3 separate regions of the Mus musculus genome follow, and regions 2 and 3 are each linked to region 1. A link is a contact called in public HiChIP or PLAC-seq and promoter capture Hi-C data. All regions are on one chromosome and are shown on one strand. The core of a region is the stretch at or near the end of the contact, and the rest is flanking DNA. Distances in the headings are between cores, read along the strand shown. Region 1 holds the start of Mpp2 (membrane protein, palmitoylated 2 (MAGUK p55 subfamily member 2)). Region 2 holds the start of Asb16 (ankyrin repeat and SOCS box-containing 16). Region 3 holds the start of Hdac5 (histone deacetylase 5).

Region 1 (3,465 bases), core at 644-3,143:
AAAATAATTCTCAGAGGAGCAACTACAGGTTTTAATAAAATTCTCTCTCTCTCTCTCTCTCTCTCTCTCTCTCTCTCTCTCTCTCTCTCTCCTCTTCCTCCTCCTCTTCGCTCTCCCTCTCCCTCTCCCTCTCCCTCTCCCAAGCCTAAGATAATGACAGCTCCAGAAACCAAATGACAAAGGTGAGGGATACGATTCCCTTTCCTCCCGGATCTTTTCCAGAAAAATCGAACTTGCAGAGAGAGAGAGAGAGAGAGAGAGAGAGAGAGAGATGAGGGGAACCCCTTTCACGCTAGCACCACTGGTTAAAAGAAATGTCCAGGTTACACTGTGCCAGCGCCAGTGTCCCCTCTGTCAACTCCATGTCCTTATTCCTAGAGAGCAGGGGACAGCTTCTCAGGCCTTGGGCCATACTCCCCACTAGAGGTGCTTGCTGTGGTTCCTCTTTTCCTGGAGCAGGGAAACGGGGAAGAGCCAGGGAGGAGCCTGTGTGAAACCCTAGGCCCAGGAGTCCTGCCCAGTAAGCCTGGGTCTGCTCCCTGAGGAGTTGGTTCCCACGGCGTCGGCTCGCTCTGCCCCACCCCCACCCAAGCCTCTGAGAGGGCGGGGCCGCCCGTGCCCACAGGAGAACGGCAGTGCCAGGCAAGCTAGCCTGGTTCCGTGCCAAGGTCCCCGGGCCCAGTCATCACGAAACCAGCATCACGGCGCCCAAAAGCCTAAACCTAAGGCCCTCCCACTCCCACCTCCACACGCACATCCGCCACCAAGCTATCCAACCCCCGTCCCCCGGGTGTGTAGGTGAAGCCCGCCAGCTTCAAAGAGAGAGATTTCCTCCATCCTCCCACCCACCCCCGCTCCATCGGTGCAGACTCAGAGAGGTGCGAAAGACGAACGCCTGACAAAGGCACTTTGGAGCCGGACACGGTTATGGGGAGAACTGTAGATAACTGAGGACTGGAGGATGGGGTCTAGGGAGCCGGCGGACGTGCCCGCACTCACAATCAGATTGCCCCCGCCCCTTCAATTCAGCCCTAACCCGCCGGGCGCTAGGACCTAGGAAGGAGGGGGCGTGTTGCGAGCCATCAAAGAAGGTTCTTTGCTTGCGTGCCCGCCGGGACTAGGGGATGAGGTCACTGAATGACTGCCCCCCCCCACGTCCCCCAGGTCTTCATTCCCCACTACCCCTTAGTTGACCTAACTTTCTGACCCTGGCTCCTTGCTTCTGGTGCTGATTCCCTCTGGAATCCCCATACCTTAAACCCTGGCTCCAAAACCCTGCAACCTCCTGGACCTGGCCTGGCACTCTAGGTTAGCAGACCGCCCCTCTCCAGAACCCTCTCTCAGGAATGACTGAGGTGTTGGTCTCTTGGGGTGCAGGGTGCCAAGGGACCCAGTACAATCTTAGTCTAGCTCCCCCAGGGCCGGAAACGCCAGTAGCACGGCTCTTACGTAATGCCGGGATCCGAAGTCCCCCCCCCCCCCCAACCCAACACAGACCCTGGAGAGGCCGCGCAAATACCTGTGCTCCTCTCAGCTCAGCGTCTCTGTGTCCGGTGTCCCTCTGGAGCCCTCATCGCTGGCATGGGAACCAGCATCCCTGGGATGAGGGGTTCGGTTCTCCCTACCGGCATCACACACAGAGAGCCCAGTGCTGCAGCTGGAGAGGGAGTGGGGCGACTTGGGGAAGGGGCCCAGGAGTTTGGACCTGGAGAATAGGATCCCCAAGTGTAGGTGATAGGTCGAAAAGGAGGCAAGGGTTCTGAGGTGGGTGCTGGCCCAGGGGCCTAGGAATACCTACCTGCGTTTTGGGGAGCCCCTAGCTTGGGGCGATTCCGCGCAGCCCGGCGCTCCGCGGTTATTGCTTGTCAATCGCTAGCCGCGCTCTTAAAGCGGCAAGGTCTCCTAGGAGCGAAGGGGCGGAGACAGAAAGGAGAGGGCTGGGACACGGAAGGGACGCGGCAACCTACGGTCCACTGTAAAGTAATCTCCCAGGAGCAGGCGGGTGGGCGGGGAAGTGGTGGTTAACAGGCACCGCAAAGCCCACGACCCCCAACTCTGAGCAGGACCAACGTGTGTTACTTGGCGCGTAGGAATTCTTTAAAAGGGCGATGATGTTTAATAAAAGAAAGGGGGGGAAACTGAGCGCGATGGGATCACCCCCCTTAACGGGACCGCTTAGTCCAGCGTACCAGTCCCCTGAACGCTTCGTCTGTCCTTTCCTAACACAGTTTTGGAAAAGCAAGGGGACATCAGGACACTAACTCTGGTAGGGGATAAGCCTGGGGGTGGCGTTATAGTCATACGGCACATGCCTGCTTCTAAGAAAATTTGAAGAAAAACAGAAAATTTAAGAGAGTGGGACTGTGTTTTTTCATGAAAGGGACCAAGATCCTAATTTTAGCCTTGACGCGGGAAGTTGATCCTTGCCTCTGTTTAAGGCACAAGAGCAGAAGAAACAGTCTCTCCCTCCTAAATCCCGTTTCAACAAATAAGTAGTGACGGCGTCCGGCTCCATTGGTGGGTTGAACGTGCAGGAGAGGCCCTAGATTCTATTTCAGGCAGCAAAACGAAGAAAGCAAAGGGTTAAGCCCGCTAGCCCGCCTTGCTCAGCCTCTGGCTCCTCCCAGACCTGCTAGTAAAAGATACTGCACAGCCTCAGACTATTGGTGGCCCCAAGTGGAAAACAGCCTTCATTCAGTCTGTGCAAGCCGGGGCCTTCCCTGACTTGGGTGCCCCCTAACCCCTCCGCTACCCTATGGAATAGGCGCTCGGTGGGGAGCGGGGCGTTTATATCTTCCTCTTATAACTGAGCTTCTAAGATCCTGGAAACTTGCTTGGAAATCTCGAAAATGAATTGACTTGAGGATTCATGTCTAGATGTGGTCCCAGCCGACCCTGTTAGCAAAGGGAAGCAGTTGGGAATTGGTGTAGGGAAAAGCCAGCGATGGGTCAAAATGCTAAAGGCTGTTAAGTAGCCCACGTCTCTTATTCCTTAGAGAAGAGAAAGTTTTGTAGCGACCCCAGATGGTGGTGGTTGGAACTACAGGCTTCTGTCTGAGGAAAAAGGCTTCCAAACTAGATCTTCCTAATTAAACTCAGGACAAGAGGTCTCCTTCCTCGGAGACTCCCTTGGATCTTACCCACTCACCTCTGCTTAGAGAATCTGTTTGCACTTAGTTGGGTGGGGGAGAGAAATCTTGATTCCTCCCAAAACTTCTCAAATATTACCCCCCATAGCAATTCACAGCAAACTTACTGCATCCAGGATCCCAAGGACACAGTGGGATTCAAGTTCTAATCCACCTAGTGTATTCCAACTCACTATTCTTACAGTCTGACCCCCCACCTATGCACACACACACCTTACATTTGATTGATAGTTTCCTGCAATAGTCCTGTGAGATTAGTGGATGGAAACATTTATCAACAAAGATTACTATGTTCCTGTTTGTTGAAAATGAGGCA
Region 2 (3,465 bases), core at 363-2,862, 180 kb after region 1:
CACACAGCAGAGTGCCTTGAATGGGTGAGTTAGGAGACCCCAAGCCACTGGGACAGCAGGGAAGGGTAAAGGACCTGGTGAGAATGCTGTGTGGCATGGGGCCAGACCAGGGATTCGGGATTTCTCTGGAAGAGCCTGAGCCAAACTGCAGACATTTTTAAGGAAAAGTGACCTTCTTGGATAGGTGATTGTGACAGGGCTGAGTGTGGTCAGAGGAAGGAGACACAGGCTAGACCCATCCAGGCTGGAGGCTAGGAACTGAAGCTGAGGACAAAACTGTAGGAGAGACATTCTGTGTGGGAGCCTGCGGCCAGGGGGAAGTGAGAGATACAGAGGAGGAGAAGGTTGCTGGAGAGTGGGTGGGAGCAAGCACCGGGAGCAAGGAGGGACCCACATGGCATTGCCAAGACACTGCAGAGCCTGCAGTCTTGAAGACAGAAGCCCGCTGACATCCCTCCACCCTCCCCTGCCAGCTAATCGACCAGCTGTTGTTGTTTCCGCGGCCTCATTCCTCCCCCTAGAGGCTCCTGGAAGTACAGCCATTTCCTCCTAAAGCGAATGGGGCGTAGTTTCCCAAAAGTCTCATCCCTTCAGTCTCCACTTCCAAGGTCAAATCCCTGGACACATCCGCAGTCAGGCACGTGATTCCCCTAGAAACCAGGGAGGGAAAAAAAAAACTAGTCACTGAAGGTAGAGACCGTGCCCAGTTTCGGCATGAGGGGACAAGAAGAGGATTTGCTCAACTGTCTACCCAACATAGCACTACCCTCTAGGGTACTTATCTAAAGTGTGGCCCACTGGAGGCCTTGGCACACCCCCACAAGCTATGTAACTTTGAGTCAGTTTTACCTTTTTAAGACTTAAATTCCACCCAGGTGTGGTAGTGTATCCCTTTAATCCCAGCATTCCTGAGGCAAAGGGAAGTGGATCGCTGAGTTCAAGGCCAGTCTGGTCTACAGAGCTAGTTTCAGGACAGCCAGGACTACACAGAGGAACCCTGTCTCAAAAAACAAAAACAGCAGCACTGCCAACAACAAAACCTTACGTCCTGTAAGTCTCTATCCATCTCAGGTGCTGAACTGAAATTCTTAGCTTGGCCTCATTTCCTGACCAAATCTGTCTTGTATTACAACACTGACTGGTCATCTGAGTAGAGATGGATCTGAGAGTGATTTCAGTTCTAGAAAGCATGGTGTGTGTGTGCAGTGGTTGCTGTTATTTCAAATTCAGGAAGAGTGGTTTGGCTTCTTGGAAGCTCTCTCCACTTCCCCAGACTGAGGTCTATGGGCCATCCTGGGCTTCTACCCTTTTTACCAGCCAATACTTCAGAGGCTGCAGGACCCTGGTCCTTCCTCTACCCTGTCCTGCCCACCCATCTCATGGTTGACTGCTTTGACTAGAAGGCTCACTCCAGAGAAGTGGGGTCCAGGAGTGACCTTTGGCTGAGGCCCTGTTGACCAACAAAAGGGTACCAGCAGGGTCAGAGGCTGGCCCAATACCATCTGCATTAAGATCATGACTCTAGGCAAACTGTTTACCAATGCAGTGAGGGGCCTATTTATAGCCTCAGCTGTTTCTCCAGCTTACCAAGAAGGGGGCAGGGTGGCTCCCCAGAGCAAGGTGCTAGCTGGGACAAGGAACGATTCTCTGCCTAGGTGGCACTGCCCAGACCACTGGACCCCTCATGGCAGGGGAGAGCTTTCCTTTCACATCCTCCACACTGCGTGCTCTCCGCCTGCAGAGAGAGTGGCTGGACTGGGAGGACAGGAGGAGAGCTGCTGCCCAGCAGTGCCGCAGGCACAGGGACCTCCCTTGTCCCCAGGCCCAGCTCCTTAGGCCTCGCCGCTCCTGCCGAGACCCAGCTGTCCACAATGCCCTGTTCTCTGGGGACCTACAGCAGCTCCAAATCCTGTTCCAAGATGAAGACGCTGCCAATATGATTGTGGAGACTGTGAGCAACCAGCTGGCCTGGTCAGCGGAACAGGGTAGGGAACACCACCTAGGAGGACAGAAGAGGGACAGGAGTGGGGGTTGGGAAGGGAAGAAGAATCCATACGCCACTTCTCCGTAAAGAGCCTAGAACGGACCCATAGTCACCCATATTAACTCTTTCCTAAACAGTTGAGGCCAACCACGGTTTTCCTCAAACTCATAGAGATCCACCCGCCTCTGCCTCCTTCATGTTGGGATTAAGGGTGTGAGCCACTATGCCCACCCTCCAAATTTTTTTGGTTTTTTTTTTTTTTTTTCACTATAGCCCTGGCTGTCCTGGAACTCACTTTGTAGACCAGGCTGGCTTCCAACTCAGAGATCTGCCTGCCTCTGCTTCCTAATCTGCTGGGATCAAAGGTGCATCTTACCACCACCTAGCTAAAGTTATATTCTCTCTCTCTCTCTCTCTTTTTAAAGATTTATTTATTTATTATATGTAAGTACACTGTAGCTGACTTCAGTTGCACCAGAAGAGGGCATCAGATCTCATTACCAATGGTTGTGAGCCACCATGTGGTTGCTGGGATTTGAACTCAGTACCTTCAGAAGTAGTCAGTGCTCTTAACCGGCTGAGCTATCTCGCCAGCCTTAAAGTTATATTCTCATATAACACATATACAGATTGTAAATTTTGGCTTTGGTTAATTATATGCACTATATTACTATAGCGTTATATATATGAAAATATACACACATACATATATATCCATGTTTCTCTTACAGTTTCCTGCTATAGTAGACAGTTTTTATGAAACTCATATGCAATTTTTCCTTACCATTACTGACTTTGGGGGTTAGGGAGTGGTGTTGTAGGGAGAAAAGCCAAGCCCCTCCTGCTGAGCCACCCCACCAGCCCCATCTTATTTGGGGGCTAGAGGATTGAACTCTAATTTGAATGCTAATAACCATTGTCTTCGCCACTGTGCTCCGGCCACAGATGGCAAGCTTTTTAAATTTTGAGACAGGGTCTTGTTATTTACCCAGGCTGGCGTTCAATTCATTCCATAGCCCAGGGAGATCTTGTACCTGTGAGCCTTCTGCCTCAGCTTTCCGAGTGACTGGGGTCATGTGCTTGTCCCTTCAGGTCCTGTTCAGTTCATTATTGACAGGTTTGTTTTTGAAACAGGAACACACACTCTTTCTCTCTCTCTCTCTCTTGCTCTCGCTCTCTCGCTCTCTGGGCCAGGCTGGCCTTGAACTTGTGATCTTTCTACCTCCTGCTCCTAAGTGATAGATCGCAACCACACACTTCCACACCTGGCCACATGCAGCATTAGAAGCTGACATTGTTTCATGGGCCATCTTTCCATGTCAGCGACCTTAGGTCTATAGAATACTTGAAAACTGTACAGAGAGACATCTGGACTTATAGAACTACTCTCCAGAGAGAATGGTAGATTTATAATTTTTTTTCTCTTTTTAAAAAAAAAATTAGCTGGGCGTGGTGGCACATGCCTTTGATCCCAGCACTCG
Region 3 (3,465 bases), core at 399-2,898, 140 kb after region 1:
GGCTCCCAGTCTTTAACAAGATCTAGTCCAGATCCAAGTCTAAGAGGAAAGAGAGAAAAGGGAAGACTTCAGAAGGAAGAGGCAGACCAAGTTCTCCTCAAGCTTTGTTGTTTAGGAAGGGAAAGAGAAGGGAAGACTGGAATGAGGAGCCCACAACATGGTTCATCCGTAGCCCATCTCCACAGCCAGCATGGGCTCTTGGGTCCCAGTGTGGAGGGCATAAGAGCCTGGGAGACCCTCCCTGCCTGCAACCTTAGGACCTAAGTGGAGGGCCAACAGGTTCCAATGTAAGGATTAGCCAGAGGTCTTCTGGCCCAAACCAATCTCCCATCCCTGCCTCCTTTTGTTCCTAGGATCTAACTCTATCTTCCCCTCCCACTGATCCCTAAACCCCTCTCTCCATTCCCATTCCCAAGATCCAAAGCTAATTCCAGGACCCAGAAGCATAGTGGTCACTACCAGAGTGATGGGTACACACACACACTACACACACTACACACACACACACCACACACACCCCAAAAGCAACTGCAGCTGCTATCCTTCCTCTTCAGGGACAAAGCTCATCTCAGAAGGCCAAACGCAGGGACATGAAGTGGTCACCTTCTCCCCGAAATGAAACACACTCCCCGCGCCCCCCCCCAGCTCTTAGATTAATTACTTATCGTCCAGCCAGTTCTCATCTTCCTGAGGGCCCCAGGGATGGGTGGGGAGGGGGGAAGCCGACTCCCCCAAGTTAACAAGGCACTATTAGAACCTCTGCCCCATGAGAAACAAACCCAAGATGAAAACTGGGCGCGGGAGTGGGGTGGGGAGATCTGCCCTAGCCAAGAAAGATCACCAATTCATCTCCCAGCTCTTTCCCGAGCTCCAGGGTGTCAGACAGAAGAGGGTGGTAATAAACGCAGTAACGCCTCACAGGCGAGGGGGTGAATAGCACAGACAAGTAAGATGGGCCCCGCAGTCCTCTTCCACCTGCAGGGACGTCAAGGACATAAAATCAAGGGTATGTTCTTCGCCACTTGGAGAAGCACTGTGGGTGGGCTGCGCCCCTCACCTCAGAGTAACAAGAAAGGGGTGTCTAGTGAAGAGAGGGTCTGCCCAGAATGCGGGTTGCAAGGCTCAAATCGCAGTTGCAACGGATTATGAGCCGCCGGGGAGGAGACAAATCAGACATCCCCGGCCGGTCTGCGGGACATTTGGGGGCGCGGGGTGCGGGGTGCGGGAAAATCGGCCCCTCCCTTACCTGCAGAGAAGGAGCCCTGCAAGGGAGGGATGAGGAGGGGCGCGCGCGGCGAGCCAAAGGCGACACTCCCCGGGCCCAGCGACGCTCCCTGGGGGTGCGGGCTGGCTCGGCGCGCGCGCCGGGAGGAAGGACAGGGTCGCGGGGAGCCCGCGGGCAGCGACGGCGGGAGGACGGGACGCTGCGGGGCGTCCCGGGGCCGTGGGAGGTGGGGTCCTGGCGGGTGCGGCGCGCTCACCCGCTGCGGCTCGAGCTCCGGCTTCGCGGGCGGCGGCGGCAGCAGCGGCGGCAACAGCAGCGGCAGCGCCTCCTCGACGGCTCCTCCATCTTTGCGGCGGCTCCTCCGGCTCCGCTCGCCGCCGCCACCAACAACAACATTCGGAGACGTCACTCTCGTCACGTGACCCGACCCCGAGCTAAAAATAGGCTCAGACCCCCCCTTTTTCGGGCTTCAACCGAGAACCCTCCCCTCCCATTCGGCCCTCCCCTCAGATGGGCGGGACCAATAGCGCCACCGTGACAGCTTCTTAAAGGGCCAATGCCCAGCCCAAGGTTAGGCTGGGGTGGAGGTGGCAGAGAAGGGATCCCGATCTCTTCGCCAAGTAATGAACTGAGTAGAACCCGGACCCCGGCTGCTGCAGGGGCTGGATGTGTGGGATTTACGATTTTGTTCTCTGTGCTTTTTCGACTTCCTTTTCAAACGGCGGATGGTGCAATCTTTGCCCGCCTGAGCTGTTCCCTAACACGCCCTTCCCTCGTTAGGGGGAGGGTAGAGGGGGGTGGAATCCTAGGGGCTGCCTTGGAAGTGGAAGCCCCTGCAGGCGCGTCAAAGCTGAAAGATTAGCTTGGACAAGTCTCTAACCCACCGTGCTAATATGGCACAGCGCTGCATCTTGTTAAAAGAAACTCCTTGGAGAAAGCCAGCATAGGTTGTAACTGTCCCTGGCCTTCAAAGGAACAGACCAAGAACCTAAAAGTCCGCTGGTCCCCAACTTTGATACCACACATACTACTACCACGTCAGTGGAACTGAACATGACTGTATCATTAAACCTACATTGTTTTGTCAATGACCTAGCAATTTTCCTAGCAAAAAATGTATTCTAAGAAAATATTGTGCTCCAAAATGAGTATAGGAAGAGATTGTTTGTTATATGAGATGTCAGAAACAACCTAAATAAATATCCATCAGGTAGGTATCTGCAAATAAACTAGGAGACATCTATTTAGTAAGTTATCATACAGATGCTCAAAATTATACATATGTGGGGGGTGTAAAAGCGGCTTTTGGGGCGTTTGACAGGAATCTGACATTGGTCAAGGACAAGAAAATGAGATTCAGGCAGGAATCTGACATTGGGCCATGACAAGGGAGTAAGTTCAGGTAGGAATCTAATTTTAGGGTGGAACAAAGAAGTAGATTTCAGGCAAGAATGTGATTTTGGGCTAGGACAGGGAAGTAGGCTCAGGTATCTTGGTCATCCTGACAAGCTCTTAGACTTTGTTTATTGCCTTGACATACGGCTTTAATCCCAGCACTTGGGAGGCAGAGGCAGGCAGATCTCTGAGTTTAAGACCAGCCTGGTCTACAGAGTGAGTTCCAGGACAGCCATACTGAGAAACCCTGTCTGGAAAAAACAAACAAACAAACAAAACAAAATATCCATTAGTTCCAATACTTTATACAAACGTTCATGAGTCTGACTCTGTATGCCTGAAAAATCTAGGTTATATAAACCAAACGTTTTCTTTCTTTTTTCTTTTCTTCTCCTTCTCCTTCTTCCTTCTTTTCTTCTTCTCCTCTCCTTCTTCCTCCTCCTCCTCCCTCCTCTTCTTCCTCTTCCTTCTCCTCCCCCTCCCCCTCCTTCTTGTTTTGTTGTTTTGTTTACTTATTTTCAAGACAGAGTTTCTCAGTGTAGCCAGCCCTAGCTGTCCTGAACTCAATTTGTAGACCAGGCTGGCCTCATAGAGATCCACCTGCCTCTGCCTCCCAATTGCTAGGATTAAAGGCGTGTGACACCATGCCCAGCAATGTTTACTCTCTTTGTTGTCTTCTTCTATACCCCCTGAAATCTGAAACAACCTCGTTTATTTTATTTTTTAATATTTATTTATTATATGTAAGTACACTGTAGCTGTCTTCAGATACCCCAGAAGAGGGCATCAGATCTCATTACGGATGGTTATGAGCCATCATGTGGTTGCTGGGATTTGAACTCACG

What was found. Promoter capture Hi-C pulls out the DNA fragments that hold promoters and counts their contacts. HiChIP or PLAC-seq counts read pairs in DNA pulled down with a chosen protein or histone mark.
Region 2: an H3K27ac HiChIP or PLAC-seq map of embryonic stem cells shows a contact between it and region 1, with 6 read pairs. The contact joins the promoter of Asb16 here to the promoter of Mpp2 in region 1. A contact is called at or near these places in 10 of 39 promoter capture datasets (the 3T3-L1 cell line, the C10 cell line, cranial neural crest and 5 more), 17 of 484 Hi-C or Micro-C datasets (B cells, the C2C12 cell line, CD4 T cells and 14 more), 9 of 115 datasets of contacts at active chromatin or transcription factors (bone marrow-derived macrophages, embryonic basal ganglia, embryonic forebrain and 3 more) and 3 of 9 other capture datasets (adipose tissue, liver and pancreatic islet).
Region 3: a contact with region 1 is called in a promoter capture Hi-C map of embryonic stem cells, with 2.5 times the contacts expected there. The contact joins the promoter of Hdac5 here to the promoter of Mpp2 in region 1. A contact is called at or near these places in 13 of 39 promoter capture datasets (cranial neural crest, embryonic stem cells, erythroid cells and 7 more), 15 of 484 Hi-C or Micro-C datasets (CD4 T cells, CD8 T cells, the G1E-ER4 cell line and 4 more), 8 of 115 datasets of contacts at active chromatin or transcription factors (effector CD8 T cells, embryonic stem cells, large pre-B cells and 2 more) and 4 of 9 other capture datasets (adipose tissue, embryonic stem cells, liver and 1 more).

Annotation. Positions count from the first base shown.
Region 1 is chr11:102,086,622-102,090,086 of GRCm38.p6, forward strand. Mpp2 (membrane protein, palmitoylated 2 (MAGUK p55 subfamily member 2)) reads right to left here and starts at 1,894. Exons shown (of 13, transcript NM_016695.4): 1 at 1,799-1,894.
Region 2 is chr11:102,267,139-102,270,603 of GRCm38.p6, forward strand. It overlaps Asb16 (ankyrin repeat and SOCS box-containing 16), which reads left to right and starts at 1,613. Exons shown (of 5, transcript NM_148953.3): 1 at 1,613-1,985. The coding sequence starts at 1,685.
Region 3 is chr11:102,228,524-102,231,988 of GRCm38.p6, forward strand. It overlaps Hdac5 (histone deacetylase 5), which reads right to left and starts at 1,649. Exons shown (of 27, transcript NM_010412.3): 1 at 1,482-1,649. Mir8101 (microRNA 8101) reads right to left here and starts at 1,627; the gene lies at 1,517-1,627.